2 separate regions of the Capra hircus genome follow, and region 2 is linked to region 1. The links are chromatin contacts, called in public Hi-C maps. All regions are on one chromosome and are shown on one strand. Each heading gives the region's core, a stretch centred on a gene start, on an enhancer-like site or on the middle of the called end of the contact. The rest is flanking DNA. Distances are from core to core; before and after follow the strand shown. Region 1 overlaps PIP4K2A (phosphatidylinositol 5-phosphate 4-kinase type-2 alpha). Region 2 overlaps ARMC3 (armadillo repeat-containing protein 3).

Evidence for each region. A called contact is a pair of places that touch in the nucleus more often than the background predicts.
Region 2: a Hi-C map of blood shows a contact between it and region 1, with 3 times the contacts expected there. The contact joins two enhancer-like sites. A contact is called at or near these places in 2 of 5 Hi-C or Micro-C datasets (both in blood).

The regions. Positions count from the first base shown.
Region 1 is chr13:23,133,563-23,140,246 of ARS1.2, forward strand. The region is part of intron 1 of PIP4K2A (phosphatidylinositol 5-phosphate 4-kinase type-2 alpha); the gene reads right to left. Among named protein-coding and RNA genes, the nearest start is that of TRNAS-GGA, 6.7 kb to the left of the region's middle. Within about 2 kb of position 4,744, at least 1 of the 5 cell types and tissues checked has an H3K27ac peak or open chromatin away from gene starts, as enhancers often do.
Region 2 is chr13:23,403,638-23,410,373 of ARS1.2, forward strand. The region is part of intron 9 of ARMC3 (armadillo repeat-containing protein 3); the gene reads left to right. Among named protein-coding and RNA genes, the nearest start is that of ARMC3, 48 kb to the left of the region's middle. Within about 2 kb of position 5,169, at least 1 of the 5 cell types and tissues checked has an H3K27ac peak or open chromatin away from gene starts, as enhancers often do.

The DNA.
Region 1 (6,684 bases), core at 3,494-5,993:
ACAGTCATAGAAAACTAACCAATTTGATCACATGGACCACAGCCTTGTCTAACTCAATGAAACTATGACCCATGCCACATAGGGCCCCCCAAGATGGACGGGTCATGGTGGAGAGTTCTGACAAAACGTGGTCCACTAGAGAAAGGAATGGCAAACTACTTCAGCATTCTTGCCTTGAGAACCCCATGAAGAGTATGAAAAGGCAAAAAGATAGGACACTGAAAGATGAACTCTGCAGGTTGGTACATGTCCAATATGCTACTGGAGATCAGCGGAAAAATAACTCAGAAAGAATGAAGAGACAGAGCGACAGCAAAAACAACACCCAGTTGTGGATGTGACTGATGATGGAAGTAAAGACAGATGCTGTAAAGAACAATATTGCAAAGTAACTTGGAATATTAGGTGCATGAATCAAGGCAAATTGGAGGTGGTCAAACAGGAGATGGCAAGAGTGAACATTGACATTTTAGGAATCAGCGAACTAAAATGGACTGGAACAGGTGAATTTAACTCAGATGACCATTATATCTACTACTGTGGGCAAGAATCTCTTAGAAGAAACGGAATAGCCGTGAGAGTCAACAGAAGAGTCTGAAATGCAGTACTTGGATGCAGTCTCAAAAATGACAGAATGATCTCTGTTCGTTTCCAAGGCAAACCATTCAATATCACAGTAATCCAAGTCTATGCCCCAACCACTAACGATGAAGAAGCTGAAGTTCAACGGTTCTATGAAGACCTGCTACCAGACCTTCTAGAACTAACACCCAAAAAAGATGTCTTTTTCATTTTAGGGGACCAGAATGCAAAAGTAGGAAGTCAAGAGATACGCGGAGTAACAGGCAAATTTGGCTTGGAGTACAAAATGAAGCAGGGCAAAAGCTAATAGAGTTTTGCCAAGAGAATGCACTGGTCATAGCAAACATGCTCCTCCAACAATACAAGAGAAGCCTCTCCACATGGACATCACTAGATGATCAATACCAAAATCAGATTGATTATATTCTCTGCAGCCAAAGATGGATAGTCAGCAAAAACAAGACCAGGAGCTGACTATGGCTCAGATCTTGAACTCCTTATTGCCAAATTCAGACTTAAATTGAAGAAAGGGGGGGAAACCACTAGACCATTTAGGTATGACCTAAATCAAATCCCTTAAGATTATACAGTGGAAGTGAGAAATAGATACAAGGGATTAGATCTGATAGACTGAAGAACTACAGACGGAGGTTCATGACATTTTACAGGAGGCAGTGATCAAGACATCTCCAAGAAAAAGAAATGTAAAAAGGCAAAATAGTTGTCTGAGGAGCCCTTACAAATAGCTGAGAAAAGAAGAGAAGCTAAAGGCAAAGGAGAAAAGGAAAGATATACCCATTTGAGTACAGAGTTCCAAAGAATAGCAAGGAGAGACATGAAAGCCTTCCTCAGTGATCAGTGCAAAGAAATAGAAGAAAACAATAGAAAATTGGAGATACCAAGCAAAAATTTCATGCAAAGATGGGCACAATAAAGGACAGAAATGGTATGGACCTAACAGAAGCAGAAGATATTAAGAACAGGTGGCAAGAATACACAGAAAACTATACAAAAAAAGACCTGCATGACCCAGATAACCACGATGGTGTGATCACTCACCTAGAGCCAGACATCCTGAAATGCGAAGTCAGGTGGGCCTTAGGAAGCACCACTACGAACAAAGCTAGTGGAGGTGATGGAATTCCAGTTGAGCTATTTCAAATCCTGAAAGATGATGCTGTGAAAGTGCTGCACTCAATATGTCAGCAAATTTGGAAAACTCAGCAGTGGCCACAAGACTTGAAAAGGTCAGTTTTCACTACAGTCCCAAAGAAGGGCAAGGCCAAAGAATGTTCAAACTTCCACACAATTGTACTCATTTCACACGCTAGCAAAGTAATACTTAAAATTCTTCAAACCAGGCTTTAAGAGTGCATGAACCATGAAATTCAAGCTGGATGTTCAAGGTGGATATAGAAAAGGCAGAGGAATCACTGATCAAACTGCCAACATCCACTGGATCATCGAAAAAGCAAGAGAGTTCCAGAAAAACATCTATTTCTGCTTTATTTACTACACCAAAGCCTTTGACTGTGTGGATCACAACAAACTGTGGAAAATTCTTCAAGAGCTGAGAATACCAGACTGCCTGATCTGCCTCCTGAGAAATCTGTATGCAGGTCAAGAAGCAACATTTACAACTAGATATGGAACAACAGACTGGTTCCAAATCAGGTAAGGAGTATGTCAAGGCTGTATATTGTCCTCTTGCTTATTTAACTTATATGCAGAGTACATCATGCGAAATGCTGGGCTGGATGAAGCACAAGCTGGAATCAAGATTGCTGGGAGAAATATCAATAACCTCAGATATGCAGATGACACTACCCTTATGGCAGAAAGTGAAGAAGAACTAAAGAGCCTCTTGATGAAAGTGAAAGAGGAAAGTGAAAAGTTGGCTTAGAACTCAACATTCAGAAAACTAAGATCATGGTATCTGGTTCCATCACTTCATGGCAAACAGAAGGGGAAACAATGGAAACAGTGACAGACTTTATTTTGGGGGGCTCAAAAATCACTGCAGATGGTGATTGCAGCCATGAAATTAAAAGACGCTTGTTCCTTGGAAGAAAAGCTATGACCAACCTAGATAGCATATTAAAAAGCAGAGACATTACTTTACCAACAAAGGTCCACCTAGTCATAACTACGGTTTTTCCAATAGTCATGTATGGATGTGAGAGTTGGACTATAAAGAAAGCTGAGCACCGAAGAGTTGATGCTTTTGAACTGTGGTGTTGGAGAAGACTTTGAGAGTCACTTGGACTGCAAGGAGATCCAACCAGTCCATTCTAAAGGAAACCAGTCCTGAATATTCATTGGAAGGACTGATGCTGAAGCTGAAGCTCCAATACTTAGGCCATCTGATGCGAAGAATTGACTCACTGGAAAAGACCTTGATGCTGGGAAAGACTGAAGGTGGGAGGAGAAGGGGATAACAGAGGATGATATGGTTGGATGGCATTGCTGACTCGATGGACATGAGTTCGAGTAAGCTCCGGGACTTGGTGATGGACAGGGAAGCCTGGCGTGCTGCAGTTCATGGGGTTGCAGAGAGTGGACATGACTGAGTGACTGAAGTGAACTGATGCCACGTATGCATCTTATATAGTATTAACTGGAATATTTTTCTCATGCCCCATAGGGATAAGAGTACCATCTGTTCTACTCTATGAGCAAGAAGCATATCCCTCAGGGGTAGGATATATACCTATAGTCTAGGTACCAGGCTCAGTGCTGAATGAATGAATGAATCCTTAAGGCTTATTTTTTTTAATTAAAATTATGGGGGGGAAATAAGGAGAATAGGACATGAAATATTCTAGACTCTGTTTCATTGTCAAGTTTTATGAATAATTCCCAGTCAAGGAATGGGGGCGGGGGGTGGGGTGCCTTACTTTTGGAAAGCAGCTGGGTTTTATTTTCTATGTTTCTTTTATTTATTTGGTTTTCTATCTACACAGCACGTTTTTGTCTTTGGCATTCATCATTTCTAAAAATTAACAATAACAACACATCCTCAAGGCTAACATTTATGTAGGACTTACTATAGGCTTTCCTGCTGGCTCAGTGGTAAAGAATCCACCTGCCAATTCAGATGTGGGTTCAATCCCTCGTCTGGGAAGATTCCCTGGAGAAGGAAATGGCAACCCACTACGGTGTTCTTGCCTGGGAAAAATCCCATGGACAGGGGAGCCTGGTGGGCTATAGCCCATGGGGTCGTAAAAGAGTTGGACACAACTTAGGGACTAAACAATAACAAACAAATGAGTCTGGTATCTGCAAACTGTTTTACACTCTTTCTTAGGCAACTGTTTTAACAACCCTGTGAAATGAACAGGACTGTTTCACTCCCAGCCCTAAACAAATAAGAAAACCAAGGCTGCAAGCAGTTCAGTGACTGGCTCAAGGTCATAGTGACCTCTACACAGTGTGGCCTGATTTTGTTCACCTGGTCAGAGCAACTCCAGAATCTGGGCACTCAGCCATGGCAGTCAACTGCCAATTGTCTTATACTCATAAATAAATAAAAAGGATATAAATTTTAAAAAGAAATAAATAAAACCTGTCCAGTTACTTAAAGTAACCAGAGGAAAACTGCTTAAGGGGCAGATGACTACTACATAAAGCAAACCAAACACTCACGTAAAGTACAATTGTCCACTTTAAATTTCTACAGCTTTCTGCTCTTTTTGGTTTACCCAGTTACCCATGGTAAAAATTCTTCATGGAAGAAACCCCAGCTTTGTCTGGTTTGAGAGGGAAAATACAATGTCACTTTCATTATTCAGCATAGGCTGTGGTTTCTGGGTGCTGCTCTGAGCCTGCAGGAAAGGATATAGGGAGAAGAGGGGAGCTGGGGTACAGAGGGACATGGGGCAAGAAGCCCAAGGGGAAAGGGGTGCTGTTGGGTAGCCCATCCCAAAATGTGCCTCTGAGGCATAGTAATTATTCTGAACTAAAGTTAATTAAGAAATAGCCAGCCCAAGAGGGACATTCCAGGCTTCCCTGGTGGCTCAGTGGTAAAGAATCCACCTGTCAATGCAGGAGTCACGGGTTCGATCCCTGATCTGAGAAACCCCACAGGCCACAGAGCAGCTAAGCCCATGTGCCACACCCACCGAGCCTGTGCAGCCTGGGAGCTGCAGCTGCTGAGCTCACAGGCCACAGCTACTGAAGTCAACCTGTCTGAGAGCCCGCGCTCCGCAGTAAGAGAAGCCGCCACAATGAGAAGCCCACGCACCGCAACTAGATGGCAGCCCCACTCCTCGCAACTAGGGAAGAGCCCACGAAACAACGAAGACCCAGCACAGCCATAAATAAATAAATAAAATTATATACATAGATCATAAAAGGAGGAGGGACGCTCTGACTGTCCTGTCTGCCGGAAAGCAAGAAATCGATTTCAAGTGATAGGTGCCTTCTCTGCAATTAGACAGGCAGTCACCCTTATCATCAAAGACAGGGGATTCACGCCAGAAGCCTATATAAACAAGCCTGGTTATTTCTTTAATTGACAAGCCCAAACTCTGTCTAAATTCTTCACTAATTGGGTTCTCCAAACCTAAGTCTCTTTGTCCCATCAATTCCTCAAAAATCTATTTGTCTACAACATGTAAAAACTGCCTGCTTTGGTCCCACTCCTAAGGTCCCATTTCCATGACATCTCTGTGCCCATGAATTAAAACATGTTGCTGTTCCTCTGGTCAATCTGTCTTCTGTCAGTTTTATTCTGAGTGCAGCCAGAAGAGCTCAACAGAGGAGGGGGGCTATTTCCCACTCCCAGCTGGTGCTGAATCCTTCTCAGCTGGGCTGCCATTCCATGAGGCCACACCCAGAAGTTCATAATTTGACATTCCAACAGCACTTCATACAGGCGACAACTGAAGAAGCAAGACAGCAAACGTGGATCCTAAGCACTTGAGGGTCGCTTTGTTTTCTCAAACCCTTGCCCCAGCCTGGAGGAGACTGGCCATAAGAAGTGAAAGTTCCACACGTAGATGAAGACAGCGTATATTTCAAGGCATCTCGGATGCAGTGTTTAGAGCAGAGCCTATGTGCTTGGGGTTGCTGGGAGCGTGCACTGAGTCCACAACACTGCCTGGCACTTGGTCAGTGAGCCTGGCTGTCACTGTCAATATCCCTAGGGTGCTGTCCCAGAGAAAACCCTTAGTAAATCTTTGCTGACTTTCATTTAAAACAAATGTGGTTACATCAAAATGTGATTATTCATATAAATACATACTAGGGATGTAATGTACAACATGATACATATAATTAACACTGCTGTATGCTACATACGAAAGTTGTCAAGAGAGTAAATCTTAAGAGTTCTCATCACAAGAAAATAACTTTTCTCTATTTCTTTAACTTTGTATCTATATGAGATGATGAATGTCACAAAACTTGTGATATTCACTTCATGATGTAAGTCAAGTCGTCTGAAACTTATACAGTGCTGTATGTCAATTATTTCTCAATAAAACTAGGGGGAAAAAGAAATGCTTATTTGGCTTAGAGACTTGACGAGCCTGCAACTGAAGTGAGAAACTACAGCTGACATTCCACAGAGCAGATGCACTGCAGCCGAGAGTCCGAGGCAACCCTGAGTGCCTGGAAGACACCTGGCCACAAATTGCAGCCTGGACCAAAGAAGCCAGCCCCAGAGGATGGGGGGTGGGGGGAGCAGGCGTGATCAGAACAGGACTGTATTCCAGAAGCAGCGCTGCCCGTTTCCTTCAAGACCGTTAGGAAACCTAAGATAACAGCTCATCACAGCTTCTGTGCTGAGAAACCGTGATGATGTCTTTCTCTGGTGTCTCCCCTTCCTTTCCTACAGCACCTCTTGTGTACCGTGCGCCTTCGTTTCCTTAGTGGTTGCAGATCTGCAGAACATACAGACACTTGCTGACAGGGCTGCTCATACAGCTTTAGCACTGTATGCGATTTTGTTGAGCTCTTTGCAACAGTATCATGCTCTGTGGCCCCTTACTGCTAACCTGTTTGGCATGTACTTGCTTTTTAATTAAAATGAAAGAGCATCCTTAAAAAGTCCGAATTTAGAAAATCAAGAGGTAGTTATTCTACATCAGAAAAGGAGAT
Region 2 (6,736 bases), core at 3,919-6,418, 270 kb after region 1:
GGTAGAGCTGAATGGTCATCAGCAATAGGAGACGGATGGCAAGCTGCAGTTTCATTCATGCCTGACGCTGATGGCCCAGGTTTTGGTTCCTTGCTGGATTCAATTCTATCTACCCTCTTGCAAAAAGGATCCAGCGATGTCTGGGTAGTAGCCTTTTCTCTTGTCATTGATGCACTGGATTGCATTCCTAATGGCTGCTGCAAGCTTTGTGTACCGTTCAACATTTGGGTCTTGTGTCTCAAAAGCAAACAGTGTCTCCTCAAATAAAACCCTCTTGCCATTTCCTGCATCGTGAATCTCTTCAGCTCTTCAATTACGTCTTCTCCCTCCTTTCTCTGGAAATGTGTGCATCTTTGAAAGTTCACAACTTGAAGGTTCCTATGTAGGGGATGTACTCTATTTTCTTGTGCACTTGAGGCTGTAGTGCAATGAATGGTGATGTCATTTCAAAGGAGGGGACAAAACACCTCTCAGAGTTGGCAAAACATCACAAGATTCACTTCCACATTGCCATTCCCCTCCAGGAAGATATATATATATATATATATATATATATATATATATATATATATCTCCCAGATGGCTAGAGATGCATACCATCACCCTTTCAAAATAAACTTTAACATCTGTTCTAGATCATACTTCTTGACCAATCCACACAGATTCACTTAGGAATAAGTAATCTTGTCATTTACAATACTTATTTTTTTAAATCAAAGAAATACTGACCATAGAAATAATCCACTGTGATTTACAACATTAAAATGTAGTCTCCGGAAAAATGAAGACCTGATGTATGGGGTGGGCTTGGTAATGGTAAAGCTGTGCGGTTATGGTCTTTGTTAGGGCTTTTCACGGAAAAGGTTTTCCGCAGTCCATTTTCCTCTAACAGGGGAGGAACTGTGTCTTCATACTGACCCCTAGTGGCAGTTTAGGCAGATGTTGGGGGAGGGGCAGAAAAGGTAATGGAAGATTTGCTCTGTATTTTAGTGAAAATGCTCACCAACTTAATCCGAAATATTCTTCAGTGTGTTTAAAATAATATTTTAAAATATTATTGAAAGACTGTGATCTGGAAAGCATTCCACTGTGGTGCTTTTAAAGAGATAATATTCTACTGCTAGCTGTGTTAATAGATGCTTGTCTTTGTCTCCTTTTAAGGTGAAGTCATTTCAAAATATTTTGACACATTCATTGTCCTGGTGGCTGAATATCACCTGTGCTACATAACCATATAGGATAAATATAATACGCTTAACTGACATAAATTAATCTTGTTGTTATGGTACTTACTCTAGAGCTGAATTTTTTGCTCTTGACTTTGAATAATAGAAATTATTTGGTTTTAAAATTCTTACTTATATCACTTTATTGTCAGGTGCTACCTCCTTTGAATTAAAATGCTCATAAGATGAGAATCCTCTAAGACAAGTTGAGTTAGTTCCTTTTAGAAAGTTCAATTTTGTAGTAAGGGTGTATCAGATTTTTGTACTCAGGATGATACCTCAAAAACTTATCTAAAGTGTTCTTCACTATCTTAAAAGCCTTCTGAAATTAACAGATAAAATATATGGGAGGCACCTTCATGGTAAACTTAAGTAGTATTCTTTCCTTATTTCCGTCCAAGTTTACCGAGTGGATACTTTCTGTTTCTACCCACCTTAGCACCTAGATTTCTTCTCTGCTAACTGTATATTCATCAACACCTTTGATTTTAAGGAGTATATAGAATGAAAAGCTGGATTTTGCAATGAAACAAGTCAATTCCGTATCCCCATTTTGTGTCAGTTGATGCCTAGTCAACCTTCACAAACAGTTTGAATTTTATTAGCTACCAGTTGAGGCTAGGTGAATCCCATGAAATGTTCAATTAGAAAATTATCTATCCTGCTTTTATTACCTGGAGAGCAAAGACTGACACTTGCATAACCTTATTTTAAATTTGCTGGTACCTCTTTCAGGCTTAATTTCCAATGTAACTGACTTTAAGAGGAAATTATCAAACAGTTTGGATAGCTTAATACCTACATAAATTCCACTTTTACTCATCCTTGACTTTTTATATTAATTTTTCCCATGATTTTCCATCCCTCTGAAAACAGCCTTCACTGCTCATTTGTTGCCTAAACAAAGACTTGGGGGTGAGGCTTGAGGAAATGGCTTCAGCTCCAGCCCTGCAGAGGTTGGAGATTTGACTGTCTAGCTGAAAAGTTGTCTGAAAATGAAAAGTTCATACATAGATGCAAATTTGGAAACAGGACGCTATTTTCCCATGATCCCAGGAATGGAGACAGGATTATAGGAAAATCTCTGCCCTTGTGGCTCACTCAGTAGGCGTGGGTAATGATGTGATAATGATGGTGACGTGGTGATGACGATGCTGACAGCAGTGGTGAAATGATGGTGAGAGCTGGAATGTGTGGCCAGGCACTTAGTTAAGTACTTGGAATGTATCAGCAAATCTTTGAAAAGTTCCCTATGATGTAGCAAGTCTTATTATCATGTCCATTCTGCAGATGAGGAAACAGAAGCACAGTCCTTGTTCAAGGTCACAGAGGTGGGATGGACACTATACGCCGAGCCAGTCGGCTACCTATATCCAGAGAAAGCTCATAATTTTTCTTTCTCTGCCTCCAGCTCACTATCTCCCTGAGTTTGAGCTTCTCCAAATCTTCCCACCAAAATGTTTCCCTCTGCCTTCTTGGTCTCTTTAGATTCCACCAGACTGAAGGCACCTTTGGAGAAGTGAGTTTCCATCCCCCCCCTCTCCTTCCTCCCTCCTTCCACCTTTCTCCCAGGTTTCTTTCCCTGTTATCACTTCACTTCCTCCTCACCCTTGTTTTCTATTTATACGAGAATAAGAAAAAGAAAAAAAAAGTATTCAAAGGTTAGTAAAAAATTCCCAGAATGCTGCGAATCAAAATGGTCTCCCTTATTTCTCATTTCCTAAGGAATGATGAAGTAAACCAAATAGATGCTGGCTTTTTTTTCCCCCCTTGAAAGTACAATATTTTTCAAAGCTTAAGATATTAATAATTGCAAAAAAAAGGTAGTGAACTAAAAGTCAGATCACCATGGTTTTAATTTTGTCTCTGTTGATTGACTTGCTCCCTGAGCAATTCTCTCACTAAATTTTAATCTTTCTTTTTTTTTTTTTTTTAGTTTTTTATTTTTTTAATTTTAAAATCTTCAATTCTTACATGCGTTCCCAAACATGAACCCCCCTCCCACCTCCCTCCCCATAACATCTCTCTGGGTCATCCCCATGCACCAGCCCCAAGCATGCTGTATCCTGCGTCAGACATAGACTGGCGATTCAATTCTTACATGATAGTATACATGTTAGAATGTCATTCTCCCAAATCATCCCACCCTCTCCCTCTCCCTCTCCCTCTGAGTCCAAAAGTCCGTTATACACATCTGTGTCTTTTTTCCTGTCTTGCATACAGGGTCGTCATTGCCATCTAATCTTTCTTAACTATAAAACAAAAACAAAATAAAAATGGAATCTGAATTCTATTTTGCACATCCAAGTGATTACCCTTGATCCAGGGAGCCTGGAACACAAATTTCCACTAGGAATAGATGGGATCACTCTTTACCTCTTTTATCATTTTATCCCAAAGGCTAAGGAAGTTCTTATCTGTGAATTTTGGTTTCTTGTGTAAATTATTTCACTTTTACTTGGGTGTTCTTTGTGTGCCAGGCACTGCTCTAGGCCCTAGGGGTTCAGTAGGGAACATGACAATGGTTCCATGAAACTGTTTTCATGAAGCTTACAGGTTGGACAGGAAGACAGACAACACATGAGTAATTGTAAGGTAATTTCAGAGGCGGTAACAGTATGGATTAAATAAAACAGCATGATATCATAGAGAGGGGCATGCATGACAACAGGGTTGTGGAAGGAGTCACAGGAATGACACAGCTCATCAAAGAGGGTCTCTCCGAAGAAGCAACATTAGAGCTGATGAGCTGAGGGTAGTCCTGGCAATGGCCAGTGGTGTTTTGTTTTGTTTTTTAATGTGCAGTCACTCTAGAGATTTCAGCATCCTTATTATTTAGTTAAGAAAATAAAAAACGTGGTATCTCTAATTACTTTGGGATTGTGGCCCCTGTCACATCCAGATATGTAAACAGACTGACTTCCAGGCTAAACAGAAACATTTGGTAGCTGCAGAAGCCACTTATTATGAATGTTCTAACACCTTGACCGTTATTCCTATTTTATCAGGAGACAAGTCAGCCATGTTAAATGAAGACAGTTGTTCTTTCCTGATGGCATCTAGTTTATTATTGGCAGGCATTGCAGCTTTTTGAGACAGAAGGTGGCATGTATGGAAGTGAGGTATCCTGATTGAACAGACAGGTCAATAAAGATTCCATGTCACTTGTAAGAAAATTACGTTTGATTTCCCTGCACCTTGACTGACTGCCTCATAATTGGTAAAAAAAAAAAAAAAAAAAAACCTGCGTGTTCTCTGTGGAGGGGCTGGATTAGGGTGTACTCGACTCCTTTTGAGTAGCAGTTTTCTCTTGAAAAATCGTGATGTTGCAGCAACTGTAGTTAAAAGCATGCCCTGGAAGCCCCCAAATCATACTTGCTAGGGCACCTCAGTATGATGGAAACAATTTGATTTCACATACTTAAAAAATTTTATTTTGCATTTTTTCCCCCTTATTTTGCTATAGGACGCAAAGCTTCCTCCGTTTGTTTTTTATGGCTGGGTTTCAGTTTAATAATAATGTTACTTTACATTCTTTAAGATTTTTGCCTGCAGTTTAATCATGATTCTGTCCCTTACTACAGGATAAACGTCTTTAAATATTTCTTTGAAAAGAGACAATCTCTTGGCTACTTTTGTCAATTCTGGGGTTCAGCCAGAGTTGGGGGACACATTTCTTTGTCTTCTGCAGCTGTGGGGCTGCCTCGGAATGACGGCTGTTTGGGACTCAGAAATCGATCAATTTAACGAACACCCTCGACTTCTCAGGTCATTACCTTTGAAAAGCTGGCTGGAATGAGAGTCAGGAATCCTGTTCACAGCATTCCAAATCTGGCTCTGATAACCAGGAGATCTGTTTATTTTAGTGGCCCGCGCCCCACCCGCCTCGCACCTGTATAGACTCGCGGGAACCCGCAATTAAACTCGCCAGCCCCCAGCCATTGGGGCACATGCACCTCCCCGCCCCGCTCGCAGCGTGCCTGCCACCAATATGTCTTGCTTTGGTGTGACAAACCTCACGGAGACATATGAAAAGCCGTGCTGGTGGGAATGGTTGTAATCACTGTTAACAAACAAGGTTCTGATTGCCAATATTACCATCTGTTCCATCGGGTTCCACATATTCCCCGGTATGTGGGCTCTGTTAAACAGATTTTCCGTGCGGCCCAAGGTCACCCTTGATTCATGTAACCAGCCTTTGCAGATGGGTTAAATGTGAGCCTCCCGACAGCAGCAAGAATCAACATCCGAGAGGTACCAAATCATGTCCTCCGATGACAGAGCCCAAATAAACAGTCCACCCTGTCGGCAAAGACAGAATATCCACATCCCTTGATACCTGAAAGGAGTAGATCCCAAAGACACTGTGTCAAGCGCAAGATTCTATTACACTTCCTATAAAAATGACTTCACTGTATAATTAGAGAAGCCCAGGGGTGAGGAGGAAATAACCTGCTTTCAAGAGGAGCTGTTTAAGTGATACTAGTGGAGATCCCCATACTACTGAGTCCTCTCCCTTCTTGTGAACTTAAAACTGAGCTGAGTACTTTTCCCTCTGTGTTTCTCAACACCTGCAAGAGGTTCTCATCACTCCCCTTGAGGTGATTCAAGTCAATTAAAATATATTGATCTTCTCAGCACTGAGGATATAAAAAGACTCGCAGCCTGGCTGAGAAGTAGATACCAGGCAGACACAGAGGCAGGGTGATTAATAAGGAGGGGCAGTAATGGATGTGGATAACTTCACCCAGGAAAGGGCAAGTGAGCTGGTTTTGCAGGTTGAGCTAGTGGTCCTCAGGCAGAGGTGTGGGAGAAATAGGGCAGGGCATCTGGGGCAAAGCGAGCATGAGTGCAAAGGCACACAGACGTGAAACAGCGTAGTAAATACAAGGAGGCATAAAATAGATGCTGTCTGTGCAAATGCATTTCTCCTTAGTATTCTTAGCGCCCTGCTGTAAGTGCTTTTTCACTGTCGGGCTTGGGGACTTAATACAAAAAAAAAAACTTTGTGTTGAATTCCTTTCCATAACATATGCCGTGAAATAATATTTTGAGATGGTTACTATTCTCTGACTGTGAACGTTTGTACCCAAATCTCGTTTTTTTTTAAACAAAAAGAAACGTTTATGTTTAGCAAATGCATGCTCTGAACTTACGTGAAAAAGAAGATCTAGTTTGCTGCTACTAAGCCGCTTCAGTCATGTCCGACTCTGTGCAACCTCACCGACGGAAGCCCACCAGGCTCCCCCGTCCCGGAGATTCTCCAGGCAAGAACACTGGAGTGGGTTGCCATTTCCTTCTCCAATGCATGAAAGTGAAAAGTGAAAGTGAAGCCACTCAGTTGTGTCCGACTCTTAGCCACCCCATGGACTGCAGCCTACCAGGCTCCTCCCATGGGATTTTCCAGGCAAGAGTACTGGAGTGGGTTGCCATTGCCTTCTCCAAGACCTAGTTTGGGGGTCAAGAAATGCTTCCTTGAGGAGGAGATGTTAGTGTTGAACTTTGAAAGA